Linked DNA regions of Mus musculus: regions 1, 2, 3 and 4 are each linked to region 5. The links are chromatin contacts, called in public Hi-C, HiChIP or PLAC-seq and promoter capture Hi-C maps. All regions are on one chromosome and are shown on one strand. Each heading gives the region's core, a stretch centred on a gene start, on an enhancer-like site or on the middle of the called end of the contact. The rest is flanking DNA. Distances are from core to core; before and after follow the strand shown.

Region 1 (2,700 bases), core at 83-2,582, 1.0 Mb after region 5:
AGTTCAATTCCCAGCAACCACATGGTGGCTCACAACCATCTGTAATGGGGTCTGATGCCCTCTTCTGGTGTGTTGGAGGACAGCAGCAGTGTACTCACATATATAAAACAAATCTTACATTAAAAAAAAAAAAAGAAAAACTTATGGGGGGGTGGAGAAGGGGTGTTTTGGGAAAGGCAGCATTTGAGGAGGTAGTGTGGAAACCTAAAAGATAAAAAGAAAAACTTATCTGGGCTTTAAAAAGGAGGGATACACACACACACACACCCGCCCCACCCCACAAGTATACTGGCAACCACGCTTCATAGCCACCACAGAGACACAGAAGACCCTCATCAGCAAGGACCGAGAATAAGCCTTTTGGAGAGACCTCACAGCAATGACCGAATCTGAGGCTTCCTGACTCGTGTCTGCCATTATGAACCCACTTCAGGGAACTCTGGTCTTGAGCACACCGCACACACTGTGTCTGTCTGCAGATGTTCCCAGCAGACACTGCTCACAGGGCCTGCTTTATTCTAGCAGCCTTGACAAGGCCATAAATGCTTGGCGGGAAGATTAAGCAGCAGTTAATATCGGCCATAGTTCCAGGCAGGCAGACGCAGGAAGATGCCACCCCACCAGCTAATGACCCATGCCCTAGCACATCTGCCAAGACACTGCACTACTGACAGCATCTATCTCCTGGGTGGGGCGGGGCATTATGTGAGAAAAATAAAGGAGACAGGGGGCTTCGGCCTTCTTCTTCTCAGGAGCCTGAGATACCCAAGGTGTGTATCCCTGGTCACTCCATGACACTCTGCCCTTGGTAGGGAGGCCTCCGGCCACATGGTACACGCTAGGTTTTCCACCTCCGAGTTCTCGGGGTTTCTCCTGTGCCGGATTCTGCGCCCTGTGGACACTTAATTGACCCCTGAGCCCTTAAGTACTGGTCCCAAGGATCTGACGGACTCAGCTTCTGATTTCTGGACGCCTTGCACACTGGACTCTCAGTCTAGCCAGTGTGATGATCATCCCAGAGAACCTGAATGCAGGCCCCGGCCTCCTGGCCTCCCCAACCGGGACCACACGGAAGAACTGCGCCCAGCTCTCCATTCTAGTAATCCAAAATTGCAGGCCCTCCCAGTCCCGGGGACCCGACCCTCTCCACATTTCTGCACGAAAGCCTCCCAGGTTCTCTGTGCACTGGACACTCCGAGCACAGGCCGACTCACCATGGTGCCAGCAGTCCAGCACTTCCACTAATCCGGGATGGGCGCTGGTCAGAGGAGGCTGCGCGGTCTCCTGGCAACTCCGACTAGATCCCGTGCTGGTTCTCAAATCCTCGCGAGACTATCCTCCAGTTCTCCCCTCCCACCCACCCCCGCCCTAAGGGACCTGGGCAACCGGGAGTGCGTCCCTAACAACGCGCCAGAAGAGCTAGTGTTGCCCTCGGTGTATTGCTGGTCTCTCTCCCACTACAACTTGGGCTACAGAAGAAACCTATTGTGGTTCCTCGGGTTCTCCAGAGTCTACATGGCGGGCGCTCACAAGGAGGAACGGATAAAGAGAAAAGTCTGAATGATTAATCTGCCTCCCAAGCCAAGTTCCCAAATTGGATGCAAATATTGAGCTAAGAGCCCGCTCCTGCGGCCCATCCACCTTGCCCTGCTTGTGAAAATTCCTTCCACATGCTGCTCTGATGAGACTGAACGTGTAAAGCTGGGCTTCCAGAAAGAAAAACGCTAAGGGTGTTATGCCTGCGACCACTGGGGAAGCTGAGAGGAAGACTGCATGCGTTGGAAGCTAGCCTGGGCTACATACCAAAAACCCTGTCTCAAAAAAAAAAAAAAAAAAAAAAAAAAAAAAAAGAAAAAAATGCTGGAGAGATGGCTCAGCGGGTAAGAGCACTGACTGCTCTTCTGAAGGTAGAACCACCCATAATGAGACCTGACGCCCTCTTCTGATGCGTCTGAAGTCAGCTACAGTGTATTTATTTATAATAATAAATAAGCGAGTTGATTGGAGTTGCTTGGAGCAGGGCTGCACCCTGCATAACAACCACATAAAGGCTCACAACCATCTGTACAGCTGCAGTGTATGCACATACATAAAAAGAAAGAGAAACAAAACAAAAGCAAAACAACAACAAAGTGGCTTAGCAGGACAGGGTAAAACAGAAACAGAAGGGACAGCAGGTTATGCTCCTCTGCCTGCTCTGAGGATGAAGATTCCACACCCATAAGTGGATGCAGCAGGAGAGAAAGATTGCTCAGTGGTGGGGATCTGAGGCTCCTAGCAATGAGACTCCCCTGTTTGCTAACCCAACCTCCCAGTGTCCCCTCTCCCAGATTCTTGAAGAATGGCCCGCTGGAAGAACAACACCGGATCCTTGTGAGCATTCTAACAGTGGCTTATTTGTAGTAAATCTTAACAAAAGTCCAACATAGCCGCCACGCTGTTTGCTGTCAGTGAACTTTAAGGCGAGCCCCACTCGCCTGGGAAACTCAAAAGCAGCACCTAGAAGCACCTGAGCACAGTTAGGTCAGCTGTCGAATGCTGTCAGCCGAGAGCTCAGATTGTCAGCCGGAACATACACAGGTGGACTCCGGGTAGCCTGTTTTTTACGGGAGCCTTCCAAGAAAGCTGGATTTCTTTCCTAAAGACCTAGCCTTGGGAGTTGCACTGTCTCACATCTCCCACACTCTACTAGCCAGTGCA
Region 2 (2,828 bases), core at 14-2,513, 1.3 Mb after region 5:
CTAGTACCAAATGGCCACAAGCCATGGGCACAAACACCTCTGTGCAGGAGAATCCGGCCTTCAACAGGGAGTGCCAACTTTTCATGTGTGAGGTGCCTTTCTAAGTGCATTAGCTAAGCATTCCTTGGGTACAGAAGGACCAGAGCAAGCTTAGGATTCTATTCCACCAGCCCCCTGCTGGCTTCCCGACTCTTAACTGCCCTGCCCTGGGTTCTGTTACTCTGATACCTGATGGCCCCCACGATCCACTCTGAGCTCCCTCCCTCCCTCCCTCTCCTCGAGGATCCCTGTTCACTTCGAAATTCCATTCACCAGGATTTTGTGCTGCCACCTGAGTGTGGTATACCATTCCTTGTCAGATCTGCCCAAATTTTGGCAACACTTCCTGGTCCAAAACAAATGTCAACTCTTCTACAAACTTCTTACAGAATACTCCTTTTCTCCAAAGTCTCCACTATTTTATATCTCGGCTTATTTCTGAGTCCAGGTCTCACTCTGTAGCCCAGGCTCCCCTCCAAAGTGGAGTGACCATCCTGCCTCAACTCCCTGACTGGGATTACCAGTGTGGACCACCACGCAGGACTCTGACATTTTTGACTTAAGGGACCACTGCACACGTGCATTTTCTCCCCCTTTAAGAACGGCTTTCGCAACCTCGGCTTCCAGTGCAGTGCTCTGAGTTAACTAGTTGTTAAGTGTTGTCTCGTGCCTTGTGCTCTGAGGCTCTTAGTTAATGTGCCTTGGCCTCGCAAAGCATAAACAAGAAGTTAAAAATACGTGGGCTGCGGCAAAACCTCTTCCCACCAAACGTCTACTGGAGCAGAAATCGGAGCCCCTTAAGGTTCACCTTCACATCACACAAAAGAGACAAGACTGTGGGTAACGCCAGGTGAGACCCCCGCGGCTGCAGGTGCCACCGGGAACCTCCCACTCTTCTCGCCCTTGGTCGCTCGTCCTCGGTCCCACCCCGCCCCAGCCTCTGGGCTGCCGATTTCTGCCCACGCCGCGGCAAACTCGGGGACTGCCGTTCCCCCTCCGACGCTGGAACCTCAAACTTGAACGCGACACGGAACGCCCCGGTGCGCTTCAGTCTGGCCCTGCCACTCAGCGCCGCACGAGTGGCACCCCGTCGCACCCTGTGTTCTGGAGGCACGGTGAAGAAACCTTCCTTACGGATACACTTCAATCGGATCTGATCCGACTCCAGGTCCACCTCTGCCATGCCCAAGCCGCTGCCGCCCTCTTCCAGCGCGCAGGCGTAACGCCCCTCGGCGCAGGCGCATGACGTACTTCCGGTTTGTTCTGGACTTGGGGACGGAATCCGCTCGGAGCGCAGAGGCTCTGTTGTCTTTTAGCGTTAGATGCAGACACACTTCTACAAAGCTGCTCAAAGTACCATCTGTAGGCCAGCCTGCAGAAGACTCAGATTGGTTTTGATCAACTGGAGGAAAATGCGTCTCTTCCCTGTTTGCCATTTAAGTGAGACCAATTCCAGCGATCAGCCGTGCTTTCTGCCCTTCCAGACCACCACTGCTGAGAGCTATGCTTTCTGATAGTGGTTGGGTACATTCTCCGAAAGCTGGATGTGTGGGAACCCAGTCATTCCCGAGGCCAACCTCGTCCCCATCACTAGCCCAGGACAAGACGGAAGGAAACCTTGTACAGCCCGGGCAGCGTACACGAGAAAATGAAGATAATTAATGTACTGACCACTGGAGAGCAACTCTAGTCCAAGTGGTTCTTGGAGGTTGCACTCACTCAGCTTTTTTTGTTTGTTTGTTTGTTTTGCCAGGCAATAAGAGTGCCCGGCTGCTGGGATTTGAACCTGGTCCCTTCTGTCTGGAGCTCTGCACCCTTAATCGGTGAGCTAGTGCTGCAAGACTTGCACTTAGCTCTTGTACTGAGTAATGAACTCAGAACACCAATTGGCTCTGATCATCTGTGGAGGGTTTATATAGATTAGGAAGATGAATGTTCCTGCTTCTAAATGGCCAGAGTGCAGGTCCATGTGGGCACTATACTTAGGTTAATGCAAGCAGATTAGTTGGTGTTTGGACACAGTGCCATATGCCTGTAATCATAGCACTCTGGAGACTGAGGCCAGAAGATTCTGAGTTCAAAGCTAGAATGGGGTGCATAGCCTATCTTAAAAGGCTTTCAGTAGTGTGTCAATAAATCATGCCGGGCGTGGTGGCGCACGCCTTTAATCTCAGCACTTGAGAGGCAGAGGCAGGCAGATTTCTGAGTTGGAGGCCAGCCTGGTCTACAAAGTGAGTTCCAGGACAGCTAGGGCTATACAGAGAAACCCTGTCTCGAAAAAAACCAAAAAGAAAAAAAAGTCATAAATAATAATACTGTAAGATTTCTAATGGATTGTTTGCTATCTTACATTTCTTTTTAACTTTGGAATTCAGCTTTCCTCTGGGCACACTGTCACCTGTAATTGCAGCAGTCAAGAGGTTGAGGCTGCATGTTCAAGGCTGGCCTGGGCTATATACTGAGTTCTAATCCAGACTGGATTGGATGTGAGACCCTATCCCTGTTTCAGAACTCCAGCTGGGATTGTAGCTCAGTGGTGGAGCGCCTGCCTAGCATTGGGTCAAGTCCTAGGCTCACTCCTTAGCACTACATACACAAAGTTTTTTTTTTTTTTTTGCTTTTGCTTTTGTTTTTGTTTTTGTTTTTTTGAGACAGGGTTTCTCTGTGTAGCCCTGGCTGTCCTGGAACTCACTTTGTAGACCAGGCTGGTCTTGAACTCAGAAATCTGCCTGCCTCTGCCTCCCGAGTGCTCGGATTAAAGGCGTGTCTCACCACTGCCTGACTACAAA
Region 3 (2,700 bases), core at 168-2,667, 1.0 Mb before region 5:
GATCGAACTCAGGACCTCAAGCTTACATGGCAAGCACTCTACACAGCCCCAAGAATTTTACTGTTAAAGAAAAAAACCAAACCAAACCAAACCAAACCATAGCCTTGCTTAGATGCTGGATTTCCCTGCATACCAGCAGGTTGTCTTCTCACCGTTGGCGGGAGAGCTACAAGGAATAACTGTGTGTTGGTGCTGGCTGCACTTCCTCAGAACCGCACTTCCTCAGGAAGCCTGCGGGTAGGAACAAGGTGTGGGGAGGGGCATGTCTGCATGGCTTGTTTCTGTGCAGAGCATCTTGTGAGGTGTCCCCAGCACAGACCTAGGAATGCGGATCTTCCTGTCCCTTCCCTTGCATTCCAGTACATAACAGTTGCTGGGGAAGACCCAGTTTTAGGTGCTCCCCTCCCCCACTTCCCAGCCCAGACAGAGCCCTTACCTCATTAAGCCACCTGTGAAGGAGGAAGTGTGGCCAGGCTCCAGAGTCCTCATTGATGCTACTCAGAGAATCTGTGGCTTCCTTTCCTGGCCATAAACAAAAGCAGCTGAAAGAATGGGCTTTGCTTCTCATGGGATGCTTGCTATGTCAGGGGAAGGAAAGGCGCTTTCTCATAATGTTCATCTTGTAGGGGCCTCACCATAAAATACAGACAGTAACCCAGAAGTGCCGTGTGAAGCTGACTATTAGCAGCAGACTTTTCGAGTTTGTGTTGGGGTCTCATAATACATGCACACGAGGACACATGAGGACAGAACCCTCCTTACAGGAAAATTGGAATATTGATCTCTGAAAACAGCGATGCTTCAGAAATGCCTCTCTCTTAAGGTCTGGAAGGTCATACTGTGTTCGCAAGAGATACTTGTTATTCGCAGTGCAGTCATGTCTCCCGCATAGGTCTCCCTGGTGACGGCTCCATGTGTCCTCTTGCACAGCCTCAGTGGCAGAGAACATCACAACGCAGTGTGCTCTTGTCCTACTACAATGGCTAGAAGCTAGGGGCTGCCTGTGGGAACTGGTGGCTGTGATAGGTGGACAGACAGGCCAGGGAACACTTGGATAGGAAATCTTTCACAAATATTCTGGTGTTGGGGGTCATTATATTGTAACATAAGCCGTTAGGCATTATCAAGTAAATTCATATATTTATGTAGCCGTTCTGTCTGTCTGTCTGTCTGTGGTTTTCCATAAGACTAGAATTCTGAACCTGCTAAAGCAACCTCCTTATCTTCCTCCCTCTGAACCTATCTATTCTGCTTCTGCTTTGAGTCTTCACTATTCCTGGAACCCCATGGAAGAGAAATGGTCTGTCTCAGCCTTTGTCCCTTTGTGACTCATGTATCTCACTTAGTGGCCCTGGAGCTTCAGTCATAATGCATCAGACGTCAGAATTCCCTTCCTCCTTAAGGCTGAATAACATTCCATTGTGTGAATGGGTCACACTGTTTATTCACCCATCAAAGGACACTTGGGTCAGTTGGAACGAGAGCTGTTGTCAGAGTGGCTAGACACTGCTAGAGCAGTGTTTTTTCAACCTGTGGGTCACGTCCCGTCTGGGGTCGCCTAAGACCGGGAAAAACACAGATATTTGCATTACAATTCATAACAGTAGCAAATTTTCATGAATTATGAAGTAGCAATAAAAATAATTTTTATGGTCACCACAATAGGAGGGACTGTATCATAGGTGGCAGCATTAGGAAGGTTGAGAACCACTGCTCTAGAGCCACTGTAAGTTCTTTGGATGCAAATCCTGGATCCCATGGCAAGGCTGAGGGACCTGCTGCCTGTGCCTCTGATTCTGAGCCTCAGAACAAGAACGATTGCTCATTGAAGGAGAAACCCAGCTGCTCCGAGGGGCTTCAGTGACTTCTCATCAGCTGCTTTGCGCTTCCTAAAGATGGAGGCAGACTGAGGAAGGTCGGTTTTCTAAAGCAGAGGCCAGTGACAGCCTTCTGCATAAGTGATAAGCTTGTCTTCATGTCGTAGTGGAGTGGTTCATGAAGGTACCGCGTCAGCACGGCCGCTTCTGAGCAGGTCGGTGGGGATCCTCCTTACTGCGGGCTGCCTCATCTTGCTGGAAGCCTGCTCGTGCTCCTGGGTTCCTTCTGGTCAGTATTCCCTCCTTGCTGCATCTTGGCTCCTTGCGCTATCATACAGGAGTGTGGATTTTAGGAAGCTTTAGTTTGCAGTTCTTATAGCTACTGCTCTGAAATATAAGTTGTGGATGGAGAAGCTTGTGATCTGAGGAGCAGTCTGACTTCAATTCATATTCATTCATAGTCTTCCACCGCCCCCACCTCCTGTCTCCACCCCTTGAGTGCTGAATTCCAGGTGCACTGCTTCCCGAGGTTCAGAACAGAACCCGGGCTTTATCCGTGCTAGGCAAGCACTCTTCCAGCAGAACTGCAGCCTGGGCCAAGAACCAAGAAGGAAGTGCTTCCCTGAGCACCAGGTTCCTCGTCCAGGGAAGCAGGGTGGCCTGTGGACTCTGCCACTCCCTTCTTTCCTTCCCTTTCCTTTTACCGTAGGTAGGTGTGAGTTTGTAAACAGTATCGGAACTGTCACCAGATGCAGTTGTGATTTAACAGGGTAATCTGAAACACCCTTCTCCTTCTGGTCTTGGTGTTGCCTCCACAACACTGAGAAGTGACTGTGATCATAAAGGCTGCTGGGGGATGTGGTTGATTCGTGTTGCTGTTTCC
Region 4 (2,770 bases), core at 91-2,590, 1.4 Mb after region 5:
CACACTGACAAGAAACCCACCGATCCTTGTTACAAAACTCTTTACACTTCTGAATACCGAGATACTTTCTGTACCGAGATGCCCCTGAACGTCCTGGTAGGGTGAACGCTCTAGAACAGCATACCAGGCTCCAAGTCAATAGCTCCCAACACTAACAGACACTGGAAAGCCCAGGGACACCATAGTGGCTCCCACTGATCTGCACGCGTCACCGCCGCCCCCAGTACGCTCTAACCTCCCACTGCTGCACTCATGTCAACTCTGCAGAGCTGGATCCAAGAACACAGACTCTATCTACACTGAGCCGGACCTCTGCCGCCCCGCAGGACTTACAGAACTGTCTCCCTTCTTCGGAGCAGAAGGCTTCCTGGGGAACAGGATGAGCTTGGAGCGGTACTCCTTCAGGCGCTGCACGTTGGCCTGCAGTGACTCCGTGGACTTGTTTCGCCTCCTCGGGTCCACAGAGATGCCGATGGTGCGAGCCACTTTCTTGTGGATGCCAGCCACCTGTTCAGAAACAGAAACTGGTCACCCACCTCGCAGTCACCCCACCCCAAGCCGGCCCTGCCGAGAAAACTCGGTGTCATCAGATGGAAAAGGGTTCAAAAGTACTTTCATCAAGTCAGTACAGCGATTCCGGAGAATGTCATCATTCCACCGAGCCCGAGGGACCTGCCAAGGGACCTCGCCCTGCCGCACTCACCCTGAGCTCCTCCAGGCTGAAGCCCCTGCCAGCCCGGACCTTGGTGTGGTATCTCACTGTAGGGCACCTCACGATGGGCCTGATGGGGCCGGACGCGGGGCGAGGGGCGATGCGACGCGCTTTCGCCTGCCGGGCCTTGCGCCTGCAGGAAAAGCACAGCCGTCACCTCCTGCCCCACGCGCGTCCCCGCCCTGGAGCCCACGCGAGCCACGCGCGATCTATACCTGCGGATCTTGCGCGCCGGCTGGTTGAACCAAGTGTCCACTCGCTGCTGCCAATCCTTGTGGAAGTGGGGCTTCAGTATCATGCCATTCCGGCTGGGCGCCATGGCTGCCTAAGGCCGCGAGGGAGAGGAGGGCGGCGAGTCAAGGCCAGGGTCCCCAACCCCGTCCCGGGTCCTCCCGCCCCTGCCCTGGCTCCGTGCTGTCGGCGCCCGGGCTCCTCCATGGCTGTCCGTGCGGCCTCTCTTCGCCGATGACAGCGGATGGAGGGCGATGGAGCCCGATGGACCACGATGGGACCGGCGGCGGCAGAGACTCACCTCCTATACAGGAGAACGGCCGAGCGGAAAGGACCGGGCACCGCAAAGCACCCTGGGCTTGTAGGGAGTCCGGCCAATCTCAAACGCCAATCAAAATCAGGCGAAAGGGAAGTGACGTCACGCGAACCCGCCCGCCGGCGGACCATCGCCTTTCTAGCCGTCGGGTTGGTTATTCTCGCTGGTTCCTAACTTCGCAGTGTGGGTATCTCCGGCGTGCTCAGGGGCGCACCTATGAATTAAACCCCTAAAACTCTTTCTCCCTCCTAGATCCAGTGTTTTTTCCCCGTCCACCCAGGAAAATTTATTATAGATTTGCCTGGAATTTATGTTTCCCCAGAACTGAAGCACGCACCCCCATTCCAGACTTCCCCCCCCACTTTAAGATTTTTATTTATTTTTACTTTATTTGTATGAGTGTCTCCCTGGTTTCATGGCTGTGCGTCGGATCCCCTACTACCGGAGTTCCTGGGTGCTGAGAATTGAACTTCTGAAACAGCAAGCAGCCAGTGATCGTAACTACTGAGTCATTTCTCCAGCCCCAAACTCCCCCATTTACTTAGATAACTCCTTTAGCCCTGACTTAACTCCTCGGGGGGAAATCAGGTGTGACGAAATACAATACTGAATTCCTACCCACAGTAGCAGCGACAACAAAACAGCCAAGGCATACACTGGTCCTACACCTGTATGCCTATAACCTTTTTTCACTCCTCATTCCCAATTACCAGGTTTCTTCCTGATCAAAATTCCACTACAGAAGCTGTAGAAATGGCTCAGTAATTAAGAGGGCTATAAATTTAAAAATCCACATTATACCCGGGCCAGATATCACAGGACCATAATCATAATTCATCTAGAAAATGAGACAGGACAATAGCAATTTCAATGCTTTTTGAGCAACTTAAACCCTCTTTTCTTTTTTTTCTTCTCCTTTTTTTTTAAGATTTATTTTATTTATGTAAGTACACTGTAGCTGTCTTCAGACACACCAGAAGAGGGCATCAGACTCCATTACCGATGGTTGTGAGCCACCATGTAGTTGCTGGGAGTTGAACTCAGGACCTTTGGAAGAGCAGTCCGTGCTCTTAACCGCTGAACCATCTCTCCAGCCCAACCCTCTTTTCAAAATTAAAAAGGAAGGGCTGGCAAGACAGCTTAGAGGGTTGAAGGTACTTGCTGCCATTTTATTCCTGGGACCCACATGGTAGAAGAGAACCAAGCTCTACATGCTGAGCTCATCCATGATATATATATATTTTCTCTGTCTCTCTCTCACACACACACACACAAACACACACACACACATACCACACACGCGTGCGCGCGCGAAAATAATGTCATAATGAAGCAGGCTGAGGATGTAATTCTTGCCTATTGGATGAGAGGCTAAATTCAATCCTCAGTAGGGGGGAGCCATTTTTTTTGAGTGTGGGTGAAAAGGCCAGAAATTGATGTTGAACCATCTTCCCAGCCCAGAGAAAATGTCTGTGGAAGGAATGCCCAGATTCAAGGTGCACTTCTTTGAA
Region 5 (2,700 bases), core at 112-2,611:
AGGCCTGAGTTAAATGGTGAACAGTGAACACAGTAAGTTTTCTCACCTAAAGTAAAAACAGGCCACGATCCCCGGGCAAGCTTTCTTCCTCCAGACTCTTGTCCCTGTCATGTACCTTTGGCTCTTTTTTTTTAACCCTCTTTCCAAGGTATCCATAAGTCACAGGATGTAACAGGGGCTTTCTGAATCATTATTTCAAGCATCCCATTTGAACCTCATTTATTGGAGATGGCTCAGCAGTTAAGAGTGCTTACTACTTTAACAGAGGACCAGGGTTTGGCTCCCAGCACCCACAGGGCAGCTCACAAGCACCTGTAACTCCAGTTCTAGGGAACCCCACAGTCTTCTGGCCTCTGAGGGCTTCTGCACACACTGTGCACATAAACTCAGGAAGGCAGACACATACACACAAAAAAGCCTTTCACACATGGAAACCTACGTGGGCACAGTACAGAAGTCACATATAAATTAAAATCCAAACACCAAAACCTCAGCGCTTTCTTTGGCCATGTCAACTAAATGCAAATACCAGAACAGAGATAGGCCAATTAAGTCAGAGGGAAAAATTCGATTGTGAAAGGGGAGCAGGGTGCACACATGCAAACACAACACACACACACATACACACACACTCTATACAGTAAGACTTGGACTCGTTTGCTTAGTATTTTATGTGCCAAAGAGACAGAAAGAAATTCCTAACCTCGGAACCAGCTTTGAAATGGTCCCTCAAATCGCAACTATTAAATGGCACAAACTTTTAGCTCACAGTTGCCATTTCTGCCCTTAAGACAGGAGGATCGAGACCCGTCCGGGCTACAACTCAAAACCCTCCCTGTCTCGAGAAAGAAAGCGGGTGTAAATATGTTTGGGGTTGTTTTAAGTGACAACAGCGGAGAGGTACAACTAACAGGCTCAAAGCCTGCGCCGTTCGGAGGCTGTGCCTGCTCGGTGAAATGTTATCAGCCAAGTGTTTTCGGTTTAGATTTGTAAGCAGGGCCGCTGGGTTGCAGCGTGGCGAGGCTGTCAGGTTCCCACTTCTTAATGTCAGAGCGTTTTCAGCCTGGACACCCCTGCCACCTTCCATCCCACGTCCCTGACACCCGCCGGAGCCTCTGGGAACCACCGGGCCTCAGCGTCCGGCCAACTCAGCGGCGATCTGCCGGGTGCCCTCACCTTCATGAACTCGTCCTTATCGAAGCACAGCGTGTCCGGCCCCGTAGGCAGGTTCATCCTGCGTTTCTCCATCACGCCGGCCGCCGCCCCTCAAGGCCAAGACCGCAGGGGACGCGGCAGCCCAGCCCACCCCCAGCGTCCCAGCTCCACTTCCGCTTCCGCCAGTATGGCAGCAGCGAGCGACAGCCAATAGACGAGCGTCGCGGGCGGCTGCGCACTGTTGGTGATAAGAGCGGCGCCCTCGAGCCGGAAGCTCCCAGCCTGGCGCTACTGCCTCCGGGAGTCGAGCGTGGTACTGCAGCCTCACGCATGCACCGAGGCAGCTGGCCTGGGAGAAAAGTCAAGAACCAGGACAGCCTTGTTCTTTTCTCCTGGTGAGGAGAGAAAACGTCACTGCCCTTAAAGATGGTCAGAGGAAAGTGATCCCTTTGTATTTCAGTTTAGACCAAACAGGACACCATCCCTCTAACTGAATGTTGGGGTAAAATTCAGAGACCCTATCGCCTGAGCATGTGCTGGATAGGCTGGACTGCAGCCGATGTCCCTAACATGTTGGTTTGTGTGTAGCAAAGAAGTCTTGCTTTCTTGTTAATATTTTATTCTTATTACCAAATCTTTCACCCTCACAAGTTTAGGCAACGTGAACTCGCCATACGCTGACCATGCTCTAGTAACCCCCAGCCTGTCTCCAGGTCCTCTTTACCCAGGCTACCACCACCATCATAGCTGTCATGGGAAGATATTGTTAGAACACTTCACCAACACCTTATTTAGCGATTCCTCCTGTAAAAGATCAAACAAAGCCCTTCTTGCCAACTCAAAGTATTATCCTCGAACCTAACAAAGCGAACAGTTCTCTGCTGTTATTATTAGTCTGAGAGATGTGGCATTCAGCCTCTCGCTATAATTTCAGAGTGGCAAATTGGAGGTACCAAGGGAGGGACCCGAGGTGCTCGCCAAGAGAGAAACAAAGACTCCTGGGAAACCTGCCTGATTCCTAGAAGCTTGGGGCTAGAACTTGCTGTTCCCTTCTGATATTTTCCTCCATCCTTTATCAAAGAACCTGACTGTGTTCAGCCTAGTGTGCTAACCCTGGAATTGCTGCAAAGATTCAGTGGTGTACTGGCTGGCTTTGCGTGTCAAATTGACACAAGCTAGAGTCATCAGAGAGAAGAGAGTCTCAGCTGAGGAAATGCCTCCATGAGATCCAGCTGTAAGGCATTTTCTCAATTAGTGCTCTGTGAGGGAGGACCCAGCCCACTGTGGGTGGGGCCATCCCTGAGCTGGTGGTCCTGGGTTCATTAAGAAATCAGGCTGAGCAAGCCATGGGAAGCAAGCTAACAAGCAGCACCCTCCATGGTTTCTGTATCAGCTCCTGTTCTAGGTTCCTGCCCTGCTTGAGTTGCTGTCCTGACTTCCTCCAATGATGAACTGTGATCTGAAAGTGTAAGCCAGATAAACCTTTTCCTCCTCAACTTGCTTTTTGATCATTGTGTTTTGTTGAAGCCATAGAAACCCTAACTA

The links. Promoter capture Hi-C pulls out the DNA fragments that hold promoters and counts their contacts. Hi-C and Micro-C count contacts between places; a contact is called where the count stands out from the background. HiChIP or PLAC-seq counts read pairs in DNA pulled down with a chosen protein or histone mark.
Region 1: an H3K4me3 HiChIP or PLAC-seq map of bone marrow-derived macrophages shows a contact between it and region 5, with 10 times the contacts expected there. The contact joins the promoter of Gas8 here to the promoter of Cog2 in region 5. A contact is called at or near these places in 2 of 39 promoter capture datasets (both in liver) and 1 of 115 datasets of contacts at active chromatin or transcription factors (bone marrow-derived macrophages).
Region 2: a promoter capture Hi-C map of liver shows a contact between it and region 5, with 2.6 times the contacts expected there. The contact joins the promoter of Cdk10 here to the promoter of Cog2 in region 5. A contact is called at or near these places in 2 of 39 promoter capture datasets (liver and pre-B cells).
Region 3: a promoter capture Hi-C map of stem cell-derived epiblast-like cells shows a contact between it and region 5, with 5 times the contacts expected there. The contact joins the promoter of 4930566D17Rik here to the promoter of Cog2 in region 5. A contact is called at or near these places in 1 of 39 promoter capture datasets (stem cell-derived epiblast-like cells) and 1 of 115 datasets of contacts at active chromatin or transcription factors (microglia).
Region 4: a Hi-C map of uterus shows a contact between it and region 5, with 10 times the contacts expected there. The contact joins the promoter of Rpl13 here to the promoter of Cog2 in region 5. A contact is called at or near these places in 1 of 39 promoter capture datasets (liver) and 1 of 484 Hi-C or Micro-C datasets (uterus).

Annotation. Positions count from the first base shown.
Region 1 is chr8:123,517,467-123,520,166 of GRCm38.p6, reverse strand. It overlaps Gas8 (growth arrest specific 8), which reads right to left and starts at 1,332. Exons shown (of 11, transcript NM_018855.2): 1 at 1,215-1,332. The coding sequence starts at 1,217. It also overlaps a transcript of Dbndd1 not described here.
Region 2 is chr8:123,223,276-123,226,103 of GRCm38.p6, reverse strand. Cdk10 (cyclin-dependent kinase 10) reads right to left here and starts at 1,263. Exons shown (of 13, transcript NM_194446.2): 1 at 1,136-1,263. The coding sequence starts at 1,222.
Region 3 is chr8:125,521,049-125,523,748 of GRCm38.p6, reverse strand. 4930566D17Rik (a long non-coding RNA gene) reads right to left here and starts at 1,417. Exons shown (of 3, transcript XR_003947612.1): 1 at 437-1,417. All of the region lies in intron 1 of Sipa1l2 (signal-induced proliferation-associated 1 like 2), which reads left to right.
Region 4 is chr8:123,100,920-123,103,689 of GRCm38.p6, reverse strand. Rpl13 (ribosomal protein L13) reads right to left here and starts at 1,340. Exons shown (of 6, transcript NM_016738.5): 1 at 1,245-1,340; 2 at 928-1,037; 3 at 704-845; 4 at 334-507. The coding sequence starts at 1,031. It overlaps Snord68 (small nucleolar RNA, C/D box 68), which reads right to left and starts at 632; the gene lies at 585-632.
Region 5 is chr8:124,519,428-124,522,127 of GRCm38.p6, reverse strand. Cog2 (component of oligomeric golgi complex 2) reads right to left here and starts at 1,361. Exons shown (of 18, transcript NM_029746.3): 1 at 1,177-1,361. The coding sequence starts at 1,248.